Linked DNA regions of Zea mays: regions 1 and 3 are each linked to region 2. Evidence: chromatin contacts called from public Hi-C data. All regions are on one chromosome and are shown on one strand. The core of a region is the stretch at or near the end of the contact, and the rest is flanking DNA. Distances in the headings are between cores, read along the strand shown. Region 1 holds the start of LOC100502334 (Cyclase family protein). Region 2 holds the start of LOC100276302. Region 3 overlaps LOC103628355 (zealexin A1 synthase).

Region 1 (3,474 bases), core at 649-3,148, 530 kb after region 2:
GCGAGTGGCGGCTTACAGTCCGTATCGGTCGCACCGGTCCTGCATGGCGAAGACGTCCTTCCAAGACTTGGATCCCTCCGGCGTGTAGAACGCTGCGGCGTCCGCTCCCCACCTGTCGTTGAACAGCTTGCGCCACAGTTCATCATCCGAGGTCAACACCCTCCATTTCCTGCAAACTGATGAGCCAGGAACAGCACCGTCGCAGTTAATTGGTATGCGTAACTGCCCAAAACAAGAGATCGCTACGCACGCTATCTGCATGTCGTACCAACTACTCCTCTGTATCAAGCTCTCTGGCCTGGAACGTTTTCATGCTCCAGCATGTACAGACTACAGAAACACAGGGTATACGACCAATCCGATTTGGCAATCTAAGACTTGGAAGAAGTCTACAGAGATACACAACCAAAATCTGAACTGCCAACGGAAACCAAACCCTAGGATCTCTTTTGGGGGCCGGATCAAAATGGACAGTAAGAATTCGGACCACAGGAAGTTCATAGTAATTACTACAGAGAAACTGAAATTCCGTTCTTGAAAAAGGAAAAAAGAGGCAGAGCGATTGCAATTGCAATCACCGGCGCTTCCAATTCCGTATTGGGATGCCACAATTTTAGGGAGCGCGTCAGACCTTGGGGAGAAGAGGCGAGGGACTGGTGATCCAGGAGGTGGAAGATCTTGAGGCACAACTCTCTGGGCAACCCATCCATGTCTCCTCGAGGCTTTCCCAGTTCTCCGGCCCGAAGTCTCGCACTCACCGAGAAGCTCTGGCTGAAGACTCGAAACGACGAAAGACTGCTCGGCGTTTCAGATCCGGAGCTGGAGGTGAAGAGTGAGACGAGCACGAGGGGTGGACGACGAGTGGAGAGGAGAGGAGAGGAAAGGGAAGGAGGGAAGGGGAACATGCGGGAAGGAGAAGCTAAGATCGTTGGCCCCGCCGGTAGTTAGATGCAGCCAATTCGGATTTGACGCCCCGTGGGGGAGCGGGCGAGCGGCGAGGGCCCGACTGTGCCTCGCCCGCGGAGGATGCCACGCGAGGTGTGGTGGCGGTGGAGGGAGAGTGCCGACCAGATCTACAGCGGGGCACGAGGAGCAGAGGGGAACCTAGAGAGGTGGAGGCATCGTCAGGAGACGCTTGTTGTCGTTCGCCCCGTCCCGCGCAGACGCCGCCGCCGTGGACCAGAACCTGGAGGTGTCGTCGAGAGGGAACCGCCATGTCACCCATGGGAGCGCCTTCGAGTCAGTCTGGTCACTATTTATCTTCATTGTTGCGCCCTCAAGCGGTAGAGGTGGAGGTCGTGGACTGGGATCGTGCTGCACGCCGAAGGGAGAGCAAGGCGGTCCGCGGTTGCGCCGAGATGCCCGAGCTTGACGAGGAACAGGAGAGCACGGGGTGAGACCAGGAGAGCAGGACCGCTGGGCTAGGAAGGAGGTGGTACAAGAGGATTTGGTATGGGCCGCAACAAGCAGATGGGCCTTCGAGGACGCATACACTTTGTATTTGCAAGCTAAACTTAGTACCACATCGACCACTGAATTGTGCAGACACATGATTATAAGTTTTCGAGCCTGACCATTGCTGTCACCCCAAATAGCAGGCTTTTTTGGTCAAATGCGCGGTGCACGAAGACAAACGACAGAGTTGTGGGCAGAACGGAGATGAGAATGGGAATGGGAATGGAGAACAGGCCAGTGGTGTGGGGACCCCACATGTCAGACGTTGTACGGCTAGGGTGAGAACGTGAATAGCAGAAAACCAAGATGGAATGAGAATGACAGAACAAGGAATGGGGCCGCCTATCCCGCCTATCCCTTAGAGTAGGTAGTATAGATTCCTGTCTGATCGCTTCAAAACTCGCGGTGGAATAATATGCCAACCATCTCTCTCCGGTCCGGTCCGGAGCGGTTGAAGCGAAGCGAGAGTCAACTACCGCCGCCCTCTCTCTAGTCCAGATTTCCAGCGGTCCAGACCGAGAGCTCGGCTCCCTACACGACATCATCATGGACGCCGCCCCGCTCCTCGCTCTCCTCCTCGCGGCCGTGTCCCTCTCCGCGGCGGCGGCGGGCGACGGCGCGCACCCGGGCTACTCCGACGAGGGCACCTGCACGGTGGACGCCGCCGGAGCGGGCGTGGGCTCGGGCCCGGAGCTGCGGCGCCTGGAGGAGCGCCGGCCCGGGCGCATCATCGACATCACGCACGCGTACGTGCCGGACCTTCTGGCGTTCGCGCCGGGGGCTGTCACGGGGCCCTTGGTCCACCTCAAGGAGTCCATGGCGAACGGGTCCGAGTACAACCTGTCGGAGCTGCGGTTGGAGTGCCACATGGGCACCCACGTCGACGCGCCAGGCCACATGAACCAAGGCCACTTCGCCGCCGGCCTCGACGTGGACACGCTCGACCTCGACGTCCTCAACGGTGAACTACATCATCTCAATAATCCCCGCTCTTTGGCGTCAATGCTTTGACTGACGATGATTGACTTCGTCTTCACGGCACAGGACCTGCGTTGCTGGTTGATGTTCCGAGGGACACAAATATAACAGGTAGAATACAACACTTCAAATTTTTTTCATTTAGTGAAAACTAGATACTTAAACCAAATTATCTGTTGAACGGCCTCATTCCCAAATAACTCTATGCAGCTGAAGCGATGGAATTCCTGAATATCCCTAGAGGAGTTCGCCGAGTTCTATTCAGGACGCTGAACACTGACAGGTGTGGCTTACGGCTTTATGAGTATACACACCATTCAAATAGCACTAGACAACCATTTTACGGACTGCACTGGACGTGTTAAGCAAAACAAATGTCTTTTAGGAAGTTGATGTGGAGGAAGGGAGGTGACATGAGCTATGTTGGGTTTACAGAGGATGGCGCACAGTGGCTAGTTGACAACACTGACATAAAGCTAGTCGGTAAGAAACTATGTCCCTGACTGCATACAGATCGAGACAAACCTGGTTTTTCTTCTTCCTTTCTTTTTTATCCCTGACAAAGCTTTGTTTTCCTTACAATGCTGGTCGCCATCTATCCATCACATTTCGTCTTCATGAACCTGACACGCACTTGCCAAGAATCCATAAAACAAACTCCCTTTGAATTTCTTCTGTCATATTTGTTGGTGGGTCAGTTGGAACTTATAATGTACTCGTACTGCGAATTATGCAGGAATCGACAGTCTATCGGTTGCAGCATTTGAGCACTTGATCTCTGCCCATGTGGTCTTCTTCAAGACCCCGGTAAGATCCATATAGTTTTGCTGGCCAGAACATTTCAGGCATAACCCAGATAAATTCGGCTGCATTTAGCACACCTGTAATCTCATTCTGTTATTCTCTTGTTCTACCGCAGAAGATTCCGATGCCAGTTGCTACTGGCTACATAACTCAAGAAAAAGAAAACATGTTTGCTTCTAAATCATCGATTAATTTTCCCCTTTATTGTACCAGGATATAATCCCTGTCGAAGGCCTG
Region 2 (3,521 bases), core at 404-2,903:
ACTTGTAACGATGCCATCACATGAGAAGCTCTTTCTCAGAAGGGAGGCAGCAAGATAGAACCTAGTGAAAGAAATATACCATACCACTAATCAAACATTTAATAACACCTAAGCCAGTAGCCAGCAGCAAAATGCTAGAAAATTAGATTTCAAAACGACTGACCATGGTGATGAAAAACAAGGCTTGCAGCAGGTTCCTGATTGTACTTTCCAGAACAATTGTCAGCTTTCTTTATTTTCGCCTGTCATCTTATATAGCCGTTCCCATTGGTGTTCTCCAGCACAGCTAGAAGCAAAAGCAGCAGCAAGGCCTGGAAAATCCTCCTCGTAAGGATGCACGTATCGGCGCCGAAATTTCTCATCGCCTATAGCGGCGACAGAAAGGAAACTAGCCTCGTCATTGAACAACCCCTTTGCCCTGAGAAAATTGATCAAGCAATTCCGTGGCAACAACCGACGGTCAATACTATAATTTATCAGCGCTGGCCTTCGTGCGATGTATGGTACCTCCAATCCGACAACCCTGATCAAGAATTCCATGTTTCTTCGAACCCTCTCCTCGGTGAAACCCAATATAGTCGGGTCTCTCTTCACCGCTGATACTATATGGTCCTTTGACCATCCAAGCTTCTCAAACAGCTGAATGCTCTTGGTTATCTTCCCGCTGCCAAGGATTGCAAATGTATAAAGCCCACGGAAGAAAGGTTGAGAGCCCGGCTGGATTCTGAACTCATGAAGGCGAGCCAAAGCTTCCTGCAGGCTCTTAGGGTCCCTGGTGAGCACACGGGACATGAAGCTGTTGGAGATATCAGAAACATTTATACCACACTCTTGAAGGAGCTCCAAGTTGGGCTTGCAGACCTCCTCAATCCTTGTGCTGAGGAGAGCGGCGTTAATTCTGAGCGCCCGAATGAGCTCGTCGAGAGAGCCAAAGACCGAGATCCAAAACTCAAGATTGAGGCGAAGCGAGCTATGGCGGAAGTGGTTCATGCCAACGATGAGAAGGCGGACGATCTCCGGACGTGAAAACCCGAGGTCGGTGAGCTCGGCGACGCGAGCGGTGAGGGATCTCTCCACGTCGGAGCAGAGGACTTTGGGGTCCCTGGTCACGACGTCGGTGATCTCGGCGCTGGACAGGCCGAGGTTGGAGAGGAAGGCGACGACCGCGTCGGCTTTCGAGGGATCCTTCAGATGGGAGACATGCTTCGACGCCTTGAGGGCCTGTGCTTGGGTGAGGCCGCATGTGGCGACGAGGTAGTCCTCGACGGCGAATGGTTTTGTAGCGACGCATTTGGTGGCGGAGAGGAGGCGGTGGGGATAGAAGAGCGGGAAGAAGTGGGGGCAAGGGACGTATGGTGATCCAGGTGCCCGGAGGAGAAGGGAGATCATGCGCTTCCGGAGGTTGTTCATGGCGCCTCGGCTGCGGCTGCGCCGGCGTGAGGGTTACCAGTGTTCCGGCGGGTGGAAAAAGTTGGGTTATCCAGCTAGGTCTCCAGTCTCCTCTCTTCCACTGCGTGTCAAAGGCCGAAGGTTGTTCAGTCGAGCCGCATACAGAATAGGCCCAACAGGCCCAAATCCGCGTGTGTTGAGCCGACAAAATTAGCAAAGCCCAACATATACCCAGCTAGGCTTCGGCCCCCTCTCTGCCTCTGTGTGTCCGCAAACGATTAAAACCCTCCCGGTGGCGGCGGCTGGTACAGCCAGCGGAAGGTCCCGGCGCTCTCATCCGGTGAAAATAAAGAGGGGAAACGGACAGGAGCCGCCTCAAATGGACAGCGGAAGCGATTCCGACGGCGCTCCCGAGGAGCTCACTGCTGTGCAGGTGCGTTAGTCCTCTCCCCTCTAGGACCCGACGCTACGCGAGAGTAGATCACGATGGTCATCCTGTTTCTTCTTCATGCCTCATACTCCGTGCTGAGATATGTAGAAAATACTGAGTGATTTGCCTTGTTATTGTCTTTAGGGTGTTGCGAAGCACGAAGAGACCAGTAAAGTCGAGAAAGACAGTGTTCTCAGGTGTGTTTCTTATGCTTACTTTACAGTTGATTACTGGATGGACATTCTGCCGCAAAAATGTGCTACTTTGATCTGTTCTTTTTTCTGTTTGTCTTCGTTCACTATGCTAGATTCCTTATTCCCTGCTGTAACTCACTTATTCGCTCTCTTTGTTGTAGTAGATGCAAGTGCCGTTACAAATTTTCTTTTGGACCATAACCAAATGACTCTGAGATGCTCAATAATCAGTAAAAACTATCTCCTTGTACATGTTTGTTTGTAATGTTTGTGCCCAAAATGTAGGTCTTTTAACTTCTACACTTTCTTTGTTTTAGATGTTTATATAGTTTTGTGTATGACTCGTGGTGTGGTTCTGTGGCCATCCAGTCCAATGGTATATCTGTTATGGATTTGTGGGTTTAACTCTTTTTTTTGTGTAACTCATGGATTACCAATTTGAATCTTGCTTTCTTGAGGCCATCAGTGTGCTATAACTTGTTTGTTATCTGATTTTTGTATCGCACAGATAATAATGCCATATGGCCATGTGGGATGTCTTTGCAGAGTAACACGGGAAGGAAAGGAACGGAGGAAACGTTGGGCCCAACGAAGAACATCCTCTAAACCAGATAAGAAGGCGCCAAAGGAAGTAGAAGATGAAGATACTAAAAAAAGTGAGGAGCATGAGGAGACAAATACTATGCCTGGCATGCTCCCCACTAGTGTAATTGAAATTCTAGCAGCTCGTGAGAAGTATGAGCACGTCTCTTGCTCTACCAAGTTTTGTTAAAATCTTTGTTTTTAGCTTGGACTTCATGGGTTATTTGGTCTTCATCTCACATTATCAGGCAAACCTTCGCATCAGATTCCGAGGAAGAAAATGTAAAGCAGAAGGTCCAGAGGAGAAAGAAGAGAATGAAAACTGATGGGTATGTTTAATGTTCCTGTCATCAAATATAAAGTCCTGAAATTATACTTATGCCAGTTGTTGGTCGGTCAGGCCTGAAACTATTCTGCTGAAAGATGTCCGTTCAACGCAACACGTGAAGAATGCCCTTGATTTCTTGGAGCATAGGAAAAATCGTGTCCCAAGGTCAAATGCAGTTTTGAAGAATGCCAGTAAGGCTTTGCGTCTCCTGTCTTCGAAAGGTAATTTTCTAAGTTAAGCGTGTGGTAGAATAGCACATTTTCTGAATCTGTGCTTAGACCATCCTCTCGACATCAGACATGGTCAAGAGACTTAGGACCAATGTGTTGGAATGGAATCTACCTGGCATGTGAAATGTAATGCAGCATATCCTTTTGTGTGAATGTGATGATTAGCACACATGTTCCTTGTAAGAAATCCAAGGTTTGTAATCATTGAATATATTTGAGTTTGAGTTATCTATTTATATGTTTGAGTTTTGGTTAACTATTCCATAGTTAGTTAAGTTGACAGATCCATTTTTAACTTTTAAACAGTCAAGCGAGGCGACCCCTTAAATTTATTTTAAAATAGAAAAATATTTATATTTAAGAAAACA
Region 3 (3,760 bases), core at 560-3,059, 670 kb before region 2:
CCCTCGAGAGGGAGACTCAAACCCAAATTATTCACTTAGCTTTAATATGAAACGACTTCTATTTTCTATAGTGTTTTATCTCTATAGATTGCAGCTGCAGAGTCCGAACAACTGTCTTTAATCCGTAGGAAGAACAACCTTGCTTTTAAGTCAAGTTGGTTTTGTGACGATACACCTTGCAGCTCTTTGTTAGACAAAACATCGATACTTTAAATATATATATTAATAATTCAAAAGTAAAAATATATTTATATTTGAATAAATTCTCATTTAAATAAAATCTATCTAAGAACAGAGTTGCTTTCGGTGTGGATTATTTCCCGATTCCCATGGTAGCGACTTATATATAGCGATGTGTGGTAGGCAACTCGGCATTGCCATCGTCCATACAAGATGCTGCTTTGGCATTGCAGCCTGCGCGATGCTATAGTCACGTCGTCTAGCTGCATGCTGCCCTGGTCGCCGCTCGTTACACCCACGCAAATTCCGCCTCCGATGACGTGAGCAGCGGCTGCGCCGCCGTGCAGTTGCCACACGCAGTGGCCAAATGCGTGGCTAGTCGGTGTCGTCTTCGCTCCGGCCTCAAGCTAACACCTGACCTGATGACGCATGGACCTAAATGCGTACACGTATCCAAATTCAAGTGCTGGCCGGCCAGCCGGCCAGCCTACCGGATAAACTCTGCGAAGCCTTGGTTAGCTACAGACGTGCGAGAACGCCGCAACCGATGACGTGCACCACGCCACAGCACGCGGTCCATGCGCGGCCGGCTGGGGTGAGGAGGAATCCCGGCGACGGCGACGGCGACGGCGCCGTTCCGCGAAACCCAGGCCACGCTTTAATCTGATTTGACGCCATTTGGCAGCTACAATACCGGGTGAACAGCGACACAAATCACAAATGGCGACACTCCACGCTTCACGAAAAATCAGAATTGACCAAATATATATCTATATTTATACCCTATATAAATCAGTTAAAACATCAATACATACAACAAATTACCCCTCAGCCAAATCTCAACATTAAAATCAACGCTCTAGATCGCTTCATCTACCTTCTCTCTTAATCAATCGAAATCCGACGGTCGGTATTTTTTTATCATCTCTCAGGTGCTGCGCCAGTCCCCGTGATTACCCTTGCACGCCTCCACTGAACAATCAATGCCGCAACCGCCCTTGTGTAACAGGAACACCCAGAATCCCGGTTTTAAAATTAGTATTTTTTTTTCTAAAAAGAACCAAAGTAGAATGTCCCTAACGAAGAATTATACTTTGGAATTCACCCTTTCTAAAACAAATAAGAATACCAAAACAATGTTATAAAAAAAATAAGAAAATAGAAACAATGTCAATTTATTAGATTAGATTATCCCCTTAAAGAACTATAGAGAACATTCTTTTATGAATTAAAGTAATCCTTGATAAAGATTTTATATTAGCTTCTCCTAAATTAGATAAGTAATTAATATTCAGTTTGGATGTACTTTTATATACATCTAATGATAATAAGTTTCTAGAATGAATAAAGGTGTGTATTCATAATTGAAGCATTTGCCTAAATAAATAATTAATATATAAAATAAACATGACTTGCATCCCATGTTGGTTCTCTGTGCAATTCAAAATAGAAACTTGAAAAAGGAAACTAAAATCTGAAAAAGAAAAGAAAAGAGAAAAGAATAAAACCCGTTCTAGGCTAAATCCCACCCGGCCCAGTAGACCTCACCCCCACACTTGTACACACCAGCCCATGTTCTCCCTCAACTTTTCTTTTCCCCAATATGTTGTGTTTCACTGAGCAGCAGGGCCCACACCACAGTCACCCGCCCAGCCCACTCACGTGCTGCCCATCTACCTAACCCAGGCACCGCCAGGTGGGGTCGCTCGTCCAACCTCCCCTCCCCCAGATTCCACGCACAGAGGAAGCGTTTTTGGGCGCTGGCAGATGGGGCCACCTCATTGGGTTGATGTTGTCCAAGTGCACGTAGAGGATCGCCACGAACACAACAGAGAAACCGGAGTTCGATCGGTGGATAGCCCTCATTTATCAAACTGGACTTGAAATCCCCTCGAGCTTGAGACTCTATGATTGATTAGGCCTTGATAATATAGTTGACGTTCATGTACTCATCATTCTTCCCTTCTTGGTTTTGAGTCGTCCTTGACTCAAAGTCGTTGGTGCCTGCAAAATGTGTTAATGTAGTGCTTGATATCGTCCAACCTTGCTCCCCTTCTCGAAGTTAACCCTGTTGTTGTAAAACATACAAAGAACGACAAGTGGAACTAAACGTGATATGGTTAGCTTTAACATAGCCCTCTAATTGGTCATATTGTTTCATGACAAAAGGAAATTTCATATTTGAACAAATATATACTCGATGTACCATATATTTTCGTTTCTAATTATATCTTCCAATAACATGATATGTATGTTTAGATAACCATGGCAAATCAGCACTAAAAGAAAGTTTCTCCTATAAATTATTTAGATTACATAGAACATCAAATTCAATATAGCCCAAAGTATTTAAAGAAGATAACAACTTCAGCTCATCATGCACACTAGTTGTAGGATTGAATGTTCTAATTTTGGCACAATTAATAGGATCAGAAGCAACAACATCAAGTTTGTTCTCTAGTTGTGGCATAGAAATAATAGTATTATCATTACACAATTATTCTTTATCACAAGGAACAACAAGACAATCCTCTTGTAACCAAGGCAACTCAGATTTATCTAAAGGCATGACATCATTAGAATTACTCAAATTATTTTTAGTATCATCCATATAAATAAATTGTTCCCTCATAAGTGCTTTCACGTTTGTCCAAGTTTGTGGTTTCTCATAGTCATGCAAATTATTCCACCAAACTAACACATCATTCTAAATGACCGGCTTCGGGGTAACACAATCATAACGGACAACGATACACAGTTCATCGGGAAAAGGTTCCTAAAGTTCTGTGACAAATACCACATCCGTATAGATTGAGCAAGTTAACAGAATGATCTTGCAAGGCCTCAGTACTGGGTCTTCACCCACATTAAACAACTCAGCCAACAATGGTCGCAGGCACTGACCGCAATCCTTTGGAGCTTGAGGACGACCCTAAACCGCTCAACTGGTTACACGTTTATGCAAACACAAGGTTGACTTATTCCTTGTGGTTTGTCAATGGTTAGCACTCTAGGGTAGTCAGTGGACAGACTAGAGTGTGAGATTATACTTGTGCAACCATGTCAGTCGGCTTGTGGTGTGCAGGTGTGGAGCATAGTGACGGTGGTCGACGGCTGAGGTGAAGGTCATGCAGGCTCGTGCTGATGGACCGGGAGCGGTGAAGGGTGGTGAAGGGGGAGTGTTGGGTCTTGACTCACAGACTAGAGCAGTCGGGTGACTAGTCATGGTTGCTGACACCTGGGACACACACTCACGTGAGGACGTAGTGGTGTGGATCGTGTTGCAGGTGCAGTCGAGGACTGGTGGTACACATGTCTGGTCATGGAGGACACGCATGCGGTGCGGTACTCACGACAGGTTTGGTGGTTTGGGCCTTAAAACCACCCAGTGCTACGAATAGCGGGTTTTGCTGAGTTTGGGCCTCAAAACTCAGCGGCGGCGGTTTCGGAGGGAACCGGTGGCGACACATGGCATCACAACGAAGGGTGTGTTAAGGCGAAGCAACTTTGTGTGGAGCATGTGGCCGTCAGATAAAAAACCTAGGAGTTAGACCAGTTCGCCCCTGGTGAAGTGGATAAG

The links. Hi-C and Micro-C count contacts between places; a contact is called where the count stands out from the background.
Region 1: a Hi-C map of ear shows a contact between it and region 2, with 4 times the contacts expected there. The contact joins the promoter of LOC100502334 here to the promoter of LOC100276302 in region 2. A contact is called at or near these places in 3 of 25 Hi-C or Micro-C datasets (ear and leaf).
Region 3: a Hi-C map of tassel shows a contact between it and region 2, with 4 times the contacts expected there. The contact joins the enhancer-like site here to the promoter of LOC100276302 in region 2. A contact is called at or near these places in 2 of 25 Hi-C or Micro-C datasets (ear and tassel).

The regions. Positions count from the first base shown.
Region 1 is chr5:99,952,426-99,955,899 of Zm-B73-REFERENCE-NAM-5.0, forward strand. LOC100502334 (Cyclase family protein) reads left to right here and starts at 1,899. Exons shown (of 6, transcript NM_001196812.1): 1 at 1,899-2,416; 2 at 2,500-2,544; 3 at 2,644-2,716; 4 at 2,819-2,916; 5 at 3,170-3,240; 6 at 3,451-3,474. The coding sequence starts at 2,002.
Region 2 is chr5:99,422,893-99,426,413 of Zm-B73-REFERENCE-NAM-5.0, forward strand. It overlaps LOC100276302, which reads left to right and starts at 1,654. Exons shown (of 5, transcript NM_001150125.3): 1 at 1,654-1,822; 2 at 1,964-2,016; 3 at 2,560-2,748; 4 at 2,844-2,924; 5 at 2,996-3,412. The coding sequence starts at 1,769. The coding sequence ends at 3,161. It overlaps LOC100275501, which reads right to left and starts at 1,459. Exons shown (of 2, transcript NR_175981.1): 1 at 164-1,459; 2 at 1-61.
Region 3 is chr5:98,756,387-98,760,146 of Zm-B73-REFERENCE-NAM-5.0, forward strand. All of the region lies in intron 2 of LOC103628355 (zealexin A1 synthase), which reads right to left. Among protein-coding and RNA genes, the nearest start is that of LOC103628355, 5.6 kb to the right of the region's middle. Within about 2 kb of position 1,810, at least 17 of the 20 cell types and tissues checked have an H3K27ac peak or open chromatin away from gene starts, as enhancers often do. A contact at or near this core is called in ear and tassel, where this site is marked.